2 separate regions of the Bicyclus anynana genome follow, and region 2 is linked to region 1. A link is a contact called in public Hi-C data. All regions are on one chromosome and are shown on one strand. The core of a region is the stretch at or near the end of the contact, and the rest is flanking DNA. Distances in the headings are between cores, read along the strand shown. Region 1 overlaps LOC112045889. Region 2 holds the start of LOC112045889.

Region 1 (7,609 bases), core at 2,269-4,768:
CCAGACCCCTAATACAGTCACAACTCATCTAGGTGGAAAGTTCTCATCAATACAAATTTATCAAGTCCAAACACAAGGTAGCTACTGGCTACTGTGAACCGTCGAGGAGTTCTCTTCACTGTCCTTCGTCTTCATCATCAGACCCTTAATACAGTCACAACCCATCTAGGTGGAAAGTTCTCATCAATACAAATAAATTAAGCCCAAACAAAAGGTACCTGCTGTAAATCGTTGACGAGTTCCATCGTCTGTGTATCGGCTCCATCATCAGACCAACTCCAGACCTTCATAAAATTGTAGTGGTTTAAAATACCTTATGGAAATACTAACAAACGCACTAGCCGTCTGTACGATTTTCGAAAGTTCCCCTCGATTTCTTCAAGATGCCATCATCAGATCCTGACATGAAAAAAATGGGACCACCCTGGAATCAAACCCTTCAAAACAAAAAAAGAATTTTCAAAATCGGTCCACAAATGACGGAATTATCGCTGGACATACATAAAAAAAAAAAAAAAAAAAAAAAAAAACATACATACAGCCGAACGTAGAACCTCCTCCTTTTTGGAAGTCGGTTAAAAATGTACACACGTTACGTTGAAGAAACTATTCTGATGTATAGATACAATTCCCTTAAAATTTGTTAATGTTTGTGTTCAAAATATTTGTATCTTTGATCTATTTGTTAATGATTCTCCACAAACCCGAAAGGCATGTTACGGATACTAGAAGCCATACGAGTATAACATATTCACATTTTTTAATAGTAACAAAATTTAAAATCTGAATAATTTCTGGAACCCCTGGATGCCAAGTGTTTTATAGATATTGTCTTTTATGTTTTTCAAGATTTTTTTATCTAGGAATCAGTGAGTTGTTGATTATTTTGATTGATTGAGAATGATTTGATTGTTTTGTTATAAAGGCCAAGAAGTATTTTCCAAGTTTACTATTGTCTACGGACACTCTTTTATCAAAAATTAAATGTCTTATATTTGATATGATAAACAAGGAAGGACCTATATCTCTATCATCCAACATAACAACCTGACAATTGATTGATGCTTAAAACATTACAAGCACGCTTAAACTCACCATCTTACCATTCTTATTTCTGCACATTAGAGTCTGTCACTCGAATGGACTTCCAAACCTCTTGGACTGTCGCCAGAGGATTTAATTAAGACTTTAATCTCCCAGCTTTACTTGTCTACTTGATCCCTAGCTCCTATAAGATGTATCTTTCGCTCTGCGTATGCGTCACCTAAGACTATTTTCGTTTCTTAGGATTCTTTTATAGTAACAGCAATTTAAATAAGATATCGTGTGTGCTAAGTCTTTGAACTTTATAGAAGTTAATGAAAGGTGATTAATTTTGACTCGGGAAGGTAGCTTGAAACTAATTTGTAACGGTAAATTTATCACCGTTTGTAAAATTACTCTATATCTACCATATCCATATCCGTCTCTAATAAATAAATTTTTTTTATAGTCTCTAACATTTCTATTTTCTTTATATTTGATTTTTAAACTATAGAATCTGTTACAATTTTATAACAGTCTAAAGATGTTATCAATAATGTGAAATATTGTTTGAATGATACTCACTCACAATGACAAGTAAGCAATTGAGATTGGCCGAAGAGAATACTAGTACTATCATAAATAATATTTAATGCTAAATAAAGTGACTAATCATTCGTAAGTAAATTAAATATTTTATACTACTTATTATTATACTCAGAGAATCAGTATTGCCATACAACGTGGCTATACTGCCAGTATTCTGGGCACTTTACCAATGATCATCGATTCGGATGAATTCTACGACGCCTAATTATTATTTTTATAATAAGTTTAGGTTAGCTTAGTTACTAGTAATTTAAATATTATTGTATTTAATTGTATATGTATAATTCTAAAAGCAAACTTACGTTGAAATGTAATTTATTCGTATGTACATGATATTTAGTAGTTCTTATACAGTAAACAGTGTGGTTCTATTTTAGAATTTAAACTATCGTGAGTGTTATTCATATTAATTGATTATGAAACACGGCTAAAACTCACGTGATATCAGTTTGGATCGTGCCGCGATGCAAGAACCAGCTCATGACTAAGGGCCCCGTATGGGTTCTAAACTAGTCGGGCATACTCCGACGTAATATCACGTGAGTTTTAGCCGTGTTTCATAATCAATTAGTGTGGTTCTACGCTAAGATTTTTTTGTTTATAATACGTAGGTATTATGTTAGTAGGTAGGTATGTTTTATTTCGAGCGCGTGTCCAAATATTTGCGTAACATTGCATTATTATGCAAATCGACAGACTAAGTAGGTTGCAGTTTTGGCAAGTTTTTTGGTTTGTTCGTCAGCAGTGTTTATATTTTTCAACTGACTTCCAAATGAGGTTAACAATAACATGTGGGTATTTTTTTGTTGATATCATTCCATTACGTCCACCAAAATTTAACTGATGCATTGTTTCGTACGTAATTTTTGACTGCATAAAATTATTATATTGATTTTCTTGTTATTCCAGCGCGCGCCTGCGACTCCGTTTACGTGATTTCTAGGATTTTTCCGGGATACAAAGTAGCCTATGTTCTGCTTTATTTTCCAATATATTTCTATACCAAATTTCATCCAAATCGGTTTAATGGTTTAGCCGTGAAAAGGTGGCAGACAGATTTACCATCGCATTTATAATATTAGTACAGATAGTATAGATGATGCCAAGACGTAATTTTTTTGTATGAATTGAGATGAATTAATCACCGGAACTGATGTTCCACTTCCTATAATGATTGCTATGGGTATAATGCTAACAATGAAAATGTAGAGAGTATTTTGTTTATTTCTTTGATAACCACAACTTTACTTAGTTGTAGAAAATAACTTTGTTGAATATTGCTACAAACTTGCGAAATTAAAAAAAAAGAATATTTAACAGTCCATTTTTTTTAATACTTTGAATTTTAATTACTTCTTATTATATTACGGCTTACATTAAGTATTTATGTGATACTAGCTGACGCCGCTTGGTATCACCTGCGTGGTTTTAGTTCCCGTATGAATATGGGGATAATATATAGCCTATGGCCTTCCTCAATAAATGGGCTATCTAACACTGAAATAATTTTCCAAATCGGACCGGTAGTTTCTGAAATTAGCTCGTTCAATCAAACAAACAAACTCTTCAGCTTTATAATATTAAAAGAAGATATACTATGAAGCCGTTATGAAGAGCCCAGAATAACATAAAACAAAATACATATAGGTACTACATGATCAAAACACAATACAACGCGTTATATAACTAAAGACTTCAATGAAATAGCTACATAACTTGAGGTTTTCGAGTAAAATGTAATAAATCTTTTATGTGCACTAACAAACTGCCTTCCTGCCGTTTACAGCTCCTTGTCGGAAACTTGTTCGGCTGCGGTGCATCAACGCAACAAAACGACCGAGAGCCATGCCTTAGCATGGAATTTGTACGTAATCGAATACGTTTTTGACGTCATCGACAAAGCAAAGTGGAGCTTATGTACCTTGTCTTTGAGTTGTATATTATGTGATCAGATCTTAATTTTACAGCTTCATGCTGGCGGTTGAAGATGGCTTTATGTTTTATGGGAGTTTTAGTAACAAAAGACGAAGATTGTAGAACGGATGGTATTCGATCAGGAGTGTATATTCGAAACTTTAGGAAATAATTTGTTTTGTTCAAAATTGTCAACTTGTTCGTCTTTTACTATATGGAACAACTCATTACCATACTCCGCTGATGGATGTCCATAGCTAGACTGTTGTAAGGACTTTCAAACACGTATTAAGCCGGAATGCAACTAACTGAAAAAAAATTGTTTGAATAAATTACGAGTAGCTTAACAGCATTGTAGTTATTTCAGAATACCACTTTTAGCCGTCGTCGGTCCTGATTACAAGAATCAAATCCCAAGTCCTTGAATCCTTGGGCCAGCGTGATGGTTCTAAGTTTCGTATCCTCTTTCCTAAAAGAATAAGAAGGAAATCCTGGCTGTTAAAACATGCTGATCATGATGATTACTCTGCCAAATGTAAAAGAAATAAATGTAAGACTAAAATATCAATCTAAAAATTTATTATTCAAGTTGTCTTAAATGGATGGTAGCATTTATAAGACAGAGAGAGATATTTTTATTTGTCCAAATTCGATTTCATAAACGATACTTCGAACGAGAGCGTGTTACTCTCGCTAAGGTGAACTGAATCTGCGGTGAACGTCTTTTTGCTCCTGTCTCCAGTCGGACGTGTTTTCTGCTAAACGCAGCTCGGGAACACAGGATAGCTGTTTTAAGCTTCTCGGAAATCAACACACCGACAAGCAGCGCTGTCGTTACAGCAACAGGCGAAATGTTTAACATTTGGCATCTACTAAAAAGGCTGACTTTGTTTAAGTAAATCTGTATTAATAATATTTTGCTTTAATTGTTATTTCGTTAAGTGAAACTTTTGGAAATTTAAGGCTAGATCAGTTGGATCAAATGCAAGTTTTACGTGATGAAAGTTAGTTCAAGTTTGTTCAGCATTTTCGGAGATTTTCGCGACAGTTGCATCATTTAATTCACATTTGAAAAACACATAAAAGTATTGTCTTTTGTTACATGACAAGTTAACCCTTAACTACTTGTACATATGTTTTCTGTACCTTAACTGCGATTTCACATGACGTTATGTGACGCAATCTAAGATGGAAAATTGATTATTTGGTAAAGATTAAGATTGTCATACCGCCTAGATACCGTCAGAGGCCTACCTCTGACCGTCTAGGCTCAGTTATCTGTAGGTACGGGGCATCGTACCTGAACGCTAAAACGCCTCGTACGTCTTTGTCGGCAGGGTAGTATCTACTAGCCACTGACCATGCCTGCCACCAGACCGGACCTGAGCCAAAAAAAATGACCCAAACTACGAGTAGAAAATGACCATTGACCAACTGCGCCAGGTTGCCAAAAATTGACAATGACATCGTACCATTTACGGTGTATAGGTTAAAGATAATTTGACTTTGGTTTTAAATTAACATAATCTTTTAGTGGGCATAGTCTAATGAATGGACAGCAAATAATGAATTTCTATAGTGGTAGATAAACAAATATCGGCATACGCATTAGCGTGCAAAAGTGAAAACTGCTCGAATCATCCACGCGTCGGTGTAATGTTTCGTAATATGAAAATGCGTACATCTACTTTGACAATAAGTAGTAGTACTTGGGCCCAGGAACAACATATTTATTAATGACCATACTGCTTTAAGTTAGTTGTTGAGGAGTCGGACGTAACTATGAACGTAGCGAACCATGGTGGTTTTTCCTTCCAAGTCATCTTACAGACATCGGCGGATCCGATAACAAATATACTTACTTATCAACTTGGTTTTAACGTCATTCTTCTATTTCATATATTATATTCATATTCTCTTCTGTGATAATCAGTTGAAATTTTTTTATTAAAATTCCTCCAGTAGTCTTTATTGGTCCTTTTGATTTTGTGACTCCTTATGTTTAATTATACTCGATTTCTTCCAAGATCTAACAAATGTGCTTATCCTACTAATATAATAAACGCGAAGGTTTGAATGGATGTTTGTTACTCTTTGACGCTGCAACTACTGAACTGATTTGATTGAAATTTGGAATGGAAATAGATTTTACTCCCGGAAAACTTTTTATCCCGAAAAAATCCATGGTTCCCGAGGGATTTGTAAAAAACTAAATTCTACGCGGAGGAAGTCGCGTCCGCTAGTATCAGATAAATCGTTCATCGGTTTAACAAATATTTAGTCAGAATCAATCGCCTTTATAAATCGACTTTGAAATTTTTTATTTTATTTATTCATTATAAAACATTATTAATCCTTAATTAAGTAATTACAAAAATATAATAATAAAGTAGATACACATATTCAAATTCAATAGGGATGATGACAGTTTTTTAAATTGTATATAAATTAAGAGTATGCTAATAGTAAAGCAATTTTGTAAAAGGAACAGGGTATCTGCGATCATTACTTTCGGAGCTACAGGGATTTAAAGGGTCAGATCCGCGGCGCTCCCTGAAAAACGCCCTATACAAAATGGCACGAACTAATGACGTCGTAGGCAATGTAATGATCGTCAGATTTGTATGTTGCTACAAACAAAATTACTAATATCTTTGTTATTTGTGCGTTTATGTTTATAGTTCATATACTAAAAAATGACACATTTAATGTAAGAAAACTAAAACTGTATGAATTTTCATCTTATTACAATAAAAGATTTTTAATAGATTTTGAAATTTTATAATCTCATTTATTTTGCAAATATCCAGACAATCTTTGCTTTTTATATATAAATTAGTTAACATTGACCTTATTTACTCGAATGTATCATAAAAAACAATATATTCAAACCTAGTCATCATCCCCATTGCTAGGTTAGTGGGTTCGTGAAGAACTCTTTATAAAAAAAGAAAAGTGGTATAACTACATAAAGCACGTGTTGCATGCAAACCGTATGCGGTTGCGTGCATGTGCATGTGCATTGTGCATGGCGTGTCGTGCACATGGCGCATGACAAGTGCGCGGTGCATTGACCCCGCGCCCGTCGTATCCCACCGGATGAGGCATTTCCATAATATAATATTATGACTACATAGCGAATTAATCATTATTTTTATTGGTGTGTTGCTAAGCATGGGTTCTGAATATAAAAACATAACTTACTAGCTGACGCTCACGGTTTCACTCGCGTGGTTCCTGTTCCCGTAGGAATAAGGGGATAATATATAGCCTATAGCGTTCCTCGATAAATGGGCTATCTAACACTGAAAGAAATTTTCGGACCAGTAGTTCCTAGATTAGCACGTTCAATCAAACAAACAAACAAACAAACAAACAAACAAACTCTTCAGCTTTATAATATTAGTAACTTATAGAGTACCTAATTGTTACCACCCTATTATAGTGGCTAGTTACCACCCTACCGGCAAAGACGTACCGCCAAGCGATTTAGCGTTCCGGTATGATGCCGTGTAGAAACCAAAGGTGGTGTGGATTTTCATCCTAATCCTAACAAGTTAGCCCGCTACTATCTTAGACTGCATCATCACATACCATCAGGTGAGATTGTAGTCAAGGGCTAACTTGTAAAGAGTAAAATAAAAAAAATAACCTAATTATTATCAATATCGTTAGTGATAAAATGCACAACATACGTGCCTTCTCTCCCATAATATACCGAGCCTGACTATAGGGGAGGAAGGGATGTTCATATTATGGTGGATGAAAATTTTACTTACGTACTACTTACTGGCGTATTACTACTACTTATTCCTTACATACGAGAGATTTATGTAAGTACATAACAACTTAAAATGTATGGACCGAAAGTACTATGAGCACCTAGTGTTTTTGGTGCGGGGTCACTATTCCAGTACCTTGGGACTCCAACGTCCATCGGCTCTTCAGGAAATACCTATGCCACTTCAACTTTGCGACTCGTTGAGCTATGTCGGTAACTATGGCTCTTCTGAGGATTTCATTTATGATTCGATCACGCAGAGATATGAGCGTAGCCATAGGG
Region 2 (7,609 bases), core at 1,662-4,161, 61 kb before region 1:
GTTTATTTTTATTATGTTGTGGCGCCTCCGCGACTGAATCTTGGCACTCTTTTACAACTTGGCTTTTGGCCAGTATTTTTTTCATGTCTCAGAAATAGTAGGTGTTAAATATTATTGTAAATATTGTGGTTTAAGATACTCGTAGGTACCTATATCTACAACAATTTAATACAGTCGATTTCGCTGCATCATACTGCGACTAGGGTTATCATTAACATTGTTAACAGCCCATATTCCATTATCCATACTGAGCGCAGAATGAAAGGAGGTAGCTAATAGTCCACCACACACGTAGAGAATTAAGAAAATTCTCAGGTACGCAGGTTTCCTCACTATGCTATTATACTTCAATGTTTGAAATACGTGATATTTAGTTTCTTAAAATGCATATAACTGAAAAGTTTAGTAAACAGTGTCTTCCCCGGAGTTCATTCATACTTACGTCCTACAAATCGAAGGCAGATATCATATTCACTGGGCTAATAACTTGACCAGGCAATTAGAATGGTATTCTCTGACTGAATAAAGAAAATCACAGTACTTCATAGCCCGACACAGGATTCGAATCTACGTGATCCGAAGCTAAATTTACAGACACTTATTAGATATGAAAATGATGAACAAATGTATTGACGACTCGAAGTAAAATGATTATTCTGTTCTTAGATTATTAATTAGTGTCCCTCCGCTAGAGCAAGAGCTACTATGATTCTGTCAAACTGATTTTGATTTTAACCCGGGAGCCGCTGGATCCAGGCGGCTCGAGGTCTTCGTGTTGGAAGCTCAAATAAAAGCCCTGTGTCCAACAATGGTCGTGCTTCGGCTGTGGATGATGATGATGATGAGTCTAATATATTTTCTGTGCCAGTTTGTACTTAACGATATTTATTACTGAAAGTTCCTCTCAATCTTGAATTTATCAAAGGTTTGCTGTCTATTTACTTTCATACACCCAACCTTAGATAACGATATTTGCCTGTGGCACAAAGCAAACGTCTCCGCGTAGCGGCCTGCACGATTGAATATGGCTTTCTATTTATATTTCTTATTTACATCCGCCATGTTGTCTCCTCACCGATGTTCGAGGCATAACTCACGCGCAATACAAACTAGTTTGTTGCAAAAACTATTATAATTTTATGCTCGAAGTAAGTACTTAGATGTTTCAGGTATTTGTATTTTAGCAAATACTAAGTCTAAATTTAACGGCACAAGTTATGGCTATTATTAGCATCACATAGTCTAGTTATGAACGCATAAAAGTCTGTTCAGAATTTCAGAGATTACCGGGAACACTATATGTGTAGTGTTAAGTAACGACAATCTAAGATGATGATGCTTACTGGAAAAAACTCGATGGAATCTAAGATGGAAGCGGGCTTTGGAAGAAGTAGGTGCAAGTTTATTCTTTCCATACCTCTGTCAGTTTGTAAGAGGCATCGTACCAGATCGCTAAAACTTGAAGGTATATCTTTGCTAGCAGGGTGGTTACTAGCCACGGTCTACCATCTGATGCCTATGTCATGCCTACCACACATAAATATCACACCTTTTATAAAATATAAACTCATTAGTTGATAGAATTCGGAATCGCATCAAGTACTTGAAAATTAAACCTTACCAACTTCTCCGGAGAGGTCGTCAAACAAATACATGGCCCAACAGATATTAAGTAGGTAACCTTTACAACACATTAAAAATGTCCTCAATCAATGTTTTTTGTTAATTACGAAGATGCTAAGAAAAACCTAAAAGTAAAGGTATTCATAAAAATATGTCGAAAAACTTTCTTGAACCGATTAATTGTTTACAATGTCGGTCCCATGATTCTGAGAGCGAGAAAAACGATTATCAATGGCTAATTTACAATGTCGACACTTATCTATAGATTTCTTTATGAAGTAGATTACAAACCCAAAATATTTTCTAATGCCGGCAGCACTGAATTGTTAACTTTTCCTTCTTAATTTGACAATCAATCAATAGTGAAAAGGATAATTATGAAGATGTTATCGACAAGCTATTTCAGTATCTTCATTTTCTTTATTAGATTCGACACTTTGAATAATTGCAAATTCTGAAATTAGTTATGAACAACCTGTCTAGCCGTAAGTTGGAGATCGGCGATAACATCTTGCAATTTCCCAATAATCGAAAAACTCTATTGAAACCAAGAAGTAGCAATAAAAATAGATGGAACACTGTCGAATTGGCAACTAATTCCTAGAAGGGCTCGAATGGTGGCTGCATTTTGAATCCTGGAAGGAAAGTTAATGGGCATGAGAGCACGACGACAGTCGTCACATCGACGGCAACTGGAATCGTGAAAGACTGAAAAGTTTTGGCATAGGCACCCTACTGACCGCCAAACTTCGTTTTGGGAACCAAGTTATCATGATGATGTCAACCGATAGAAGGAAACAGGGATGTGCACTCTAGTTTATCTACTATTAAAAATGGTCTGATAATGAGGTTTCTGTCGAAAACTAAGATTATTAAAAAAGCTGCTTTAGAAACTTCGAGAATATCCGAAACTTGTATTCTCCTTTAGTTCACTACGACCCATCAAATTTCCTCAACGAAAAATTTAGGTAGGTGCCTTTATGAAGTTAGGAACAAAAATTATGCTATCGAGTGTGTAGGACTAAGATTTAGTTTTGTGGGATCGACATGGTTAATGAAAATGAACGGCAATTCAATGTAACGTTGCTTGCCAGTTGCCACAAGATTAGAAGCAGGCCAAACACCATTCAGATAAACTTGACGCGTCATGGGTCGGCAATGTTTTTAATTTTTTATGCGGATGCGTCGAATCCGATCCTCGGTCCCTCTGCCGGTTGGAGGGTCGGGCCAACGCGGGTGTGCGGGGGGCGGTCAAGGCCGTGGGCGCACGCGGCGGCGAAGACAACGCGCGGCCAGTCTGCCTCGCACTCCCGCAGAGTAAGGTTGTGTTTCGTAGTCCCGGTCAGTGACAGTGTAGTGCTTTGAACAGTTGCTGAACAGTTAGCCGCCAGGTCGTCGACCGCGCGAGCATGAATGTTCGCTCGCCTGCCCTCGTACAGCTTTGACCGAAACCCACCAGGTAACTTCCTCACCCTTCACACAATAGCCCAATCACATTTAACTTCAGGCATGCCAACTTTCAACCTTCAACTTACGTTGACAACTGGCTTTTACGGGTTTTACAAGTTTGTCAGTTAGTAAATCATGCTGAGTCAAACTTTGTTTGGGTATTTTATAGTATTGGAAATTGCCACTCGGTTTCCCTCAAGCTTCAATTATAGTTGCTTATAGTTTTAAGATACCCACTTCATCATCCAATCTGTTGAGCTTTTGAGCTTTGGATCATCATGTCTATTCATCTGTCGTAAGTACGTAGAAAATACAATAGCTAATGATGCCGACGTAGCCAGACCCATCAATTCAGTTGAAAGCCCCATTAAGTCCGACACACGGGCCGATCGCCTTAACAGATTGTCCTGCTCGAGCGATGGTCTTGAAAACTCAAGGCAAGACGCTATCTCGAGTCTGGTTTCTGTTTTTTTGTTGCTTTTTATGTTTTACTAACAGACGCCCGCGATTTCGTATACATAGAAACCATTTTAGAACTATAAAGGTGGCAATTCCGTTATACATGATTTTTGCGTAAGTTTAACTATTTTTGCAGCGCATACAATTTTACCACATTTTTCATTCATGATATTTGGCTTAGAGACATCCTCGATAAATGGAACATCCAACTTCAAAAGAACTTTTCAATTCGAACCAGTAGTTCCTAAGATTAGCGTATTGAATTAAATAAACAAATCATCATCTTCTTCCTCCTATTATATTATAATATTAACATGGATAACTAAGATTTAGTGCTGTAACAGATCTTTCAAGCAAAGCTTTTGTCTACATTACGTTGAAGCTTCCATGTTTCTCAATTGATTGAAGAAATCACTACAAAATCTTGAAGCCCAGTAAATCAGCTTAGAATAATAAGAAGATCAGAACATAATTATGCAAAATATGCAACATCTGTGCGTGGTTTTAGTGAAAGGCAATAATTAGAAAGTATATTTTAAGTGAATTCCAAGGAGGTTCTAAAATGATCCTCTGTCACCTGATTTATGATGTACCAGATCATTTACCTATTGCAATGCATAGTATCTTATAACAGAATTAATAAGCGGCATGTCAATGGTTGCCTCTTTAAAACCTTGATCTGGAGAACTTACTACCTACCTAAATAAACAAATTCTTCATTTATAGATAACATAAAGAAAGTAACATAAACTATTTTCAAATATGTCCTGTTTATTATTTATTTTATGATCGTTTAAAAAGCTTCGAACTTTGATATCATCGCCCCAGCGGAAATGACTACTTAACGTGGCTTTATTTATAGCGTAACAAAGCACTCTCAACTTCCAATGGGATATTGAAAATGAGCCAGTTTATAAACACCCCATAATTTGAAACGCTTAACCATACAAACAGGTTTTACGACTAAGACGCGTAAGATTGTTTGAATCATGGGTTTATAATGACGATAGAGAGAAAAAAGGGGTAAAACCTTATGGATGATGATGATGGATTTAAAAATAACTGGATGAATTATTAAACTTAAAAAAAACAGAGTTTCATTAAAAACCACTACTTTCTTGGTCTTCTTACTATTTTTTTTTCTAACAATATAGCAGGTTTACTACGTCACAACGTTGTGTTTTTATGACGTACAGTCATTTTAATTGCTCTTTTTGCTTGTGCTAAATACAAACCAGGCTCACAGTAACTACAACCAGTAGCATCTTTAATACAATTAAGTCTATCGTATAGAAGAAAGGATAGTTAACAACCTTATTATTATTAGTATTTACGTCGTCGTATTGCACATTGGTTTGTAAAGTTGCATTTTCCTTATCTTCATCAAACAAGTAATCAGGGTCTTTATGATCATAGAGCCTTTGGCCATTGCTTTCATTTCACGACGCTATAGTTACGTCATCACTTACGATACCATCATCTCTGTCGTTGTTAATTGTGTAAGTGAGACCGACCGAATTATATGAGCTCCATCTTTTATTACATTTTCAAAACGACATTAATTCTTTATGGGGTTAGCAACTTAGCATAAGCTTGTATGATACCGAAGGTAATTTTATCTCTGTAAATTGCATAACGCATTACTTAAGTAATTGTTATTATTTAAATTAAGATATATTTTATGAGAAGTAGGGAAGATAGAAAGTAGACTTAATTTGTATTAGTAGGCTTTCCTTTTAATCAGCACAGTTTATTAGAGTAAAATCTCATTAGTGGTACATGTTTTAGGGGAAGTTGTCTACGATATTATGCTTTTTGCTATCAAATACCGTCGGGAGTTTTGATATATTTATTATTCGTACAGAGCATGATCCTAGCATGCTTTGCAAAGTTAAATTAAATGAAATATTAGATTGTTAAATGTTTCTTGGCGTCTTCTTTACAACACAAACTGATTTGGTAAAAAGTTTACTATATTTTAAAACTGTAACATACGTAACTTAAGTAAACAATTGCGTATTTGTATCATAAATCATACATACTTGTACAACGACCGATAGGAGTCAGGTAGATTCTGTTCGTCCTATACATTTTATAAATGTGTGTATACCTGACAAACATTTTATCTGAAGATAAAGGTTACTTGATCTACTTATCAAAACATCAAGCAGGTAGAGGTTTTTGTCGATTGTGAAATTTTTGATATTTTAGAAATCGAAACACTTGAATGTCATTCATTTGAAGGCAGCAATAAATGTAGGAGATGGTTTTTGAATACAGAATCTGTAAATGTAGTTAATTGGAAATCGTATTGAGAATTTCATTAAAATACTAAGTATATTAATGATTAATCAAGCTTTGAGAAGATAACTATTAAGGTGAAATTTCTCAAATCTTAATAATTAAATTACACATTAGTGAAGAAAAAAATTTTAAATGTATTATATGTACAAAATGCCTAGTTTCTAAGAAAAAACTAGAAAGAGCAAGAATTCTTTCGCCAAGTTAGACTAATAAAGACACATGGCATCAAATATTAAATTACTGACTGGCGCCGCGCGGTTTCACCCGCGTGGTTCCCGTTCCCGTAAGAATACAGGGATAATATATAGCTTATAGCCTTCCTTGATAAATGGGCTATCTAACACTGAAAGAATTTTTCAAATCGGACCAGTAGTTTCTGAGATTAGCGCGTTCAATCATACTAACATAGTCTTCAGCTTTATAATATTAGTATAGATATCGATTGACGACTGCTATAAAACTATTTTAGATATAAATTATTTAATTACGCAAACTGTAACCAAATGTGATAGTATATTTACTTCTTTTACTCCAAACATGTGAGCTATTCACATTAGCACACATTAACTCTCAAATCAGTCACACATATGTGATCAGTACACACATTTTGCTGTAGAATGTTCTGATTAATTAACAGATATGGTCAAGTTTCGTGTTATTGAAAGTGTTGGAATAGATTAGATAATTACGAATTAAAGAACATAATTATTGAGGGACAAAGTTTTATTCAAGTACCGCCGCGATCGGCTACGTGGGCTAAAGTATCTTATGACCTTAAGATATGTGAGCCCAGTGTTGGTCGACACCCCACTAGATGGACTGAGGACATCAAGCGGGTTGCAGGGAGCTGCTGAAATGCTGTTGATGATGATGAATATGATGATGATGATGATGATGATGATGATGATGATATCAGCGTGGTGCGCAGCCAACAAAAATATTAAGACTAAAACTAGTTTTAGCTTCAGTTTCGATTGTACAGTGCCTTCCAATAAAAAAAAATTCAAAATAACTTCAATGTACAGAATTGGACCTGCTACAGTTTTCTTTTAAGTACGTATAGTTATTACAATATTGGCTTTTAAAATAATCTTTTTAAGTAGAACCAGTAAAAAAACCAATTATTTAACGAAAATAGCATTCTAATTTCATATACATTGTATATTAAACCGTGTCGATTGCATCATCATAACTTCATTAGAAAACGTCTTAAACCTTAATTTCCATGACAAATTAAATCAATCATAATTGCCGTAACTTCATGGTTGTTAATCTTCACTAATTAATCTCTTATTAGGAAGGTTTTTTCTGTGCATAATTAGGTATATAAAAGTACGAGTAAGTCTCTTTATAGGTTCAGGGATTATTAAACTAATACTTATAGTAATATCACCTTTCTACCCTAATATGTTTTTATGGGTAAATACGTCGTTATAGCTTGGCAAATTCGTTCGTAACACTCCCGGTGGTCTGCGCGGGCCGGGATGATGCCCCGCGCGCACGACTTCACACCCGCGCAGTCCTTTCCCCCGTCGCTCGCATATCATGGGAGTGTCATCAACGAACTTGACAATATAGCGTTCCTTTTTGGCAATACGATGCGTAATTGCCTATCACTCCCTTAGTTCGTATACATCAAAATTCTCACTGATTTTACATGCAATTACACAGATTAATATTCAGGATGAGAACGTCATCATTTACTAATATTAGGAAAGTGTTACGTTTCCTGTTATTTTGTAATGTCAGAAACCAGCTACTAAAGTATTAGCTA

Evidence for each region. Hi-C and Micro-C count contacts between places; a contact is called where the count stands out from the background.
Region 2: a Hi-C map of whole body shows a contact between it and region 1, with 1.7 times the contacts expected there. The contact joins the promoter of LOC112045889 here to the enhancer-like site in region 1.

What each region holds. Positions count from the first base shown.
Region 1 is chr8:16,813,705-16,821,313 of ilBicAnyn1.1, reverse strand. The region is part of intron 1 of LOC112045889; the gene reads left to right. Among protein-coding and RNA genes, the nearest start is that of LOC112045892, 24 kb to the right of the region's middle. Within about 2 kb of position 3,518, at least 8 of the 8 cell types and tissues checked have open chromatin away from gene starts, as enhancers often do.
Region 2 is chr8:16,874,324-16,881,932 of ilBicAnyn1.1, reverse strand. LOC112045889 reads left to right here and starts at 2,911. Exons shown (of 2, transcript XM_024082272.2): 1 at 2,911-3,082.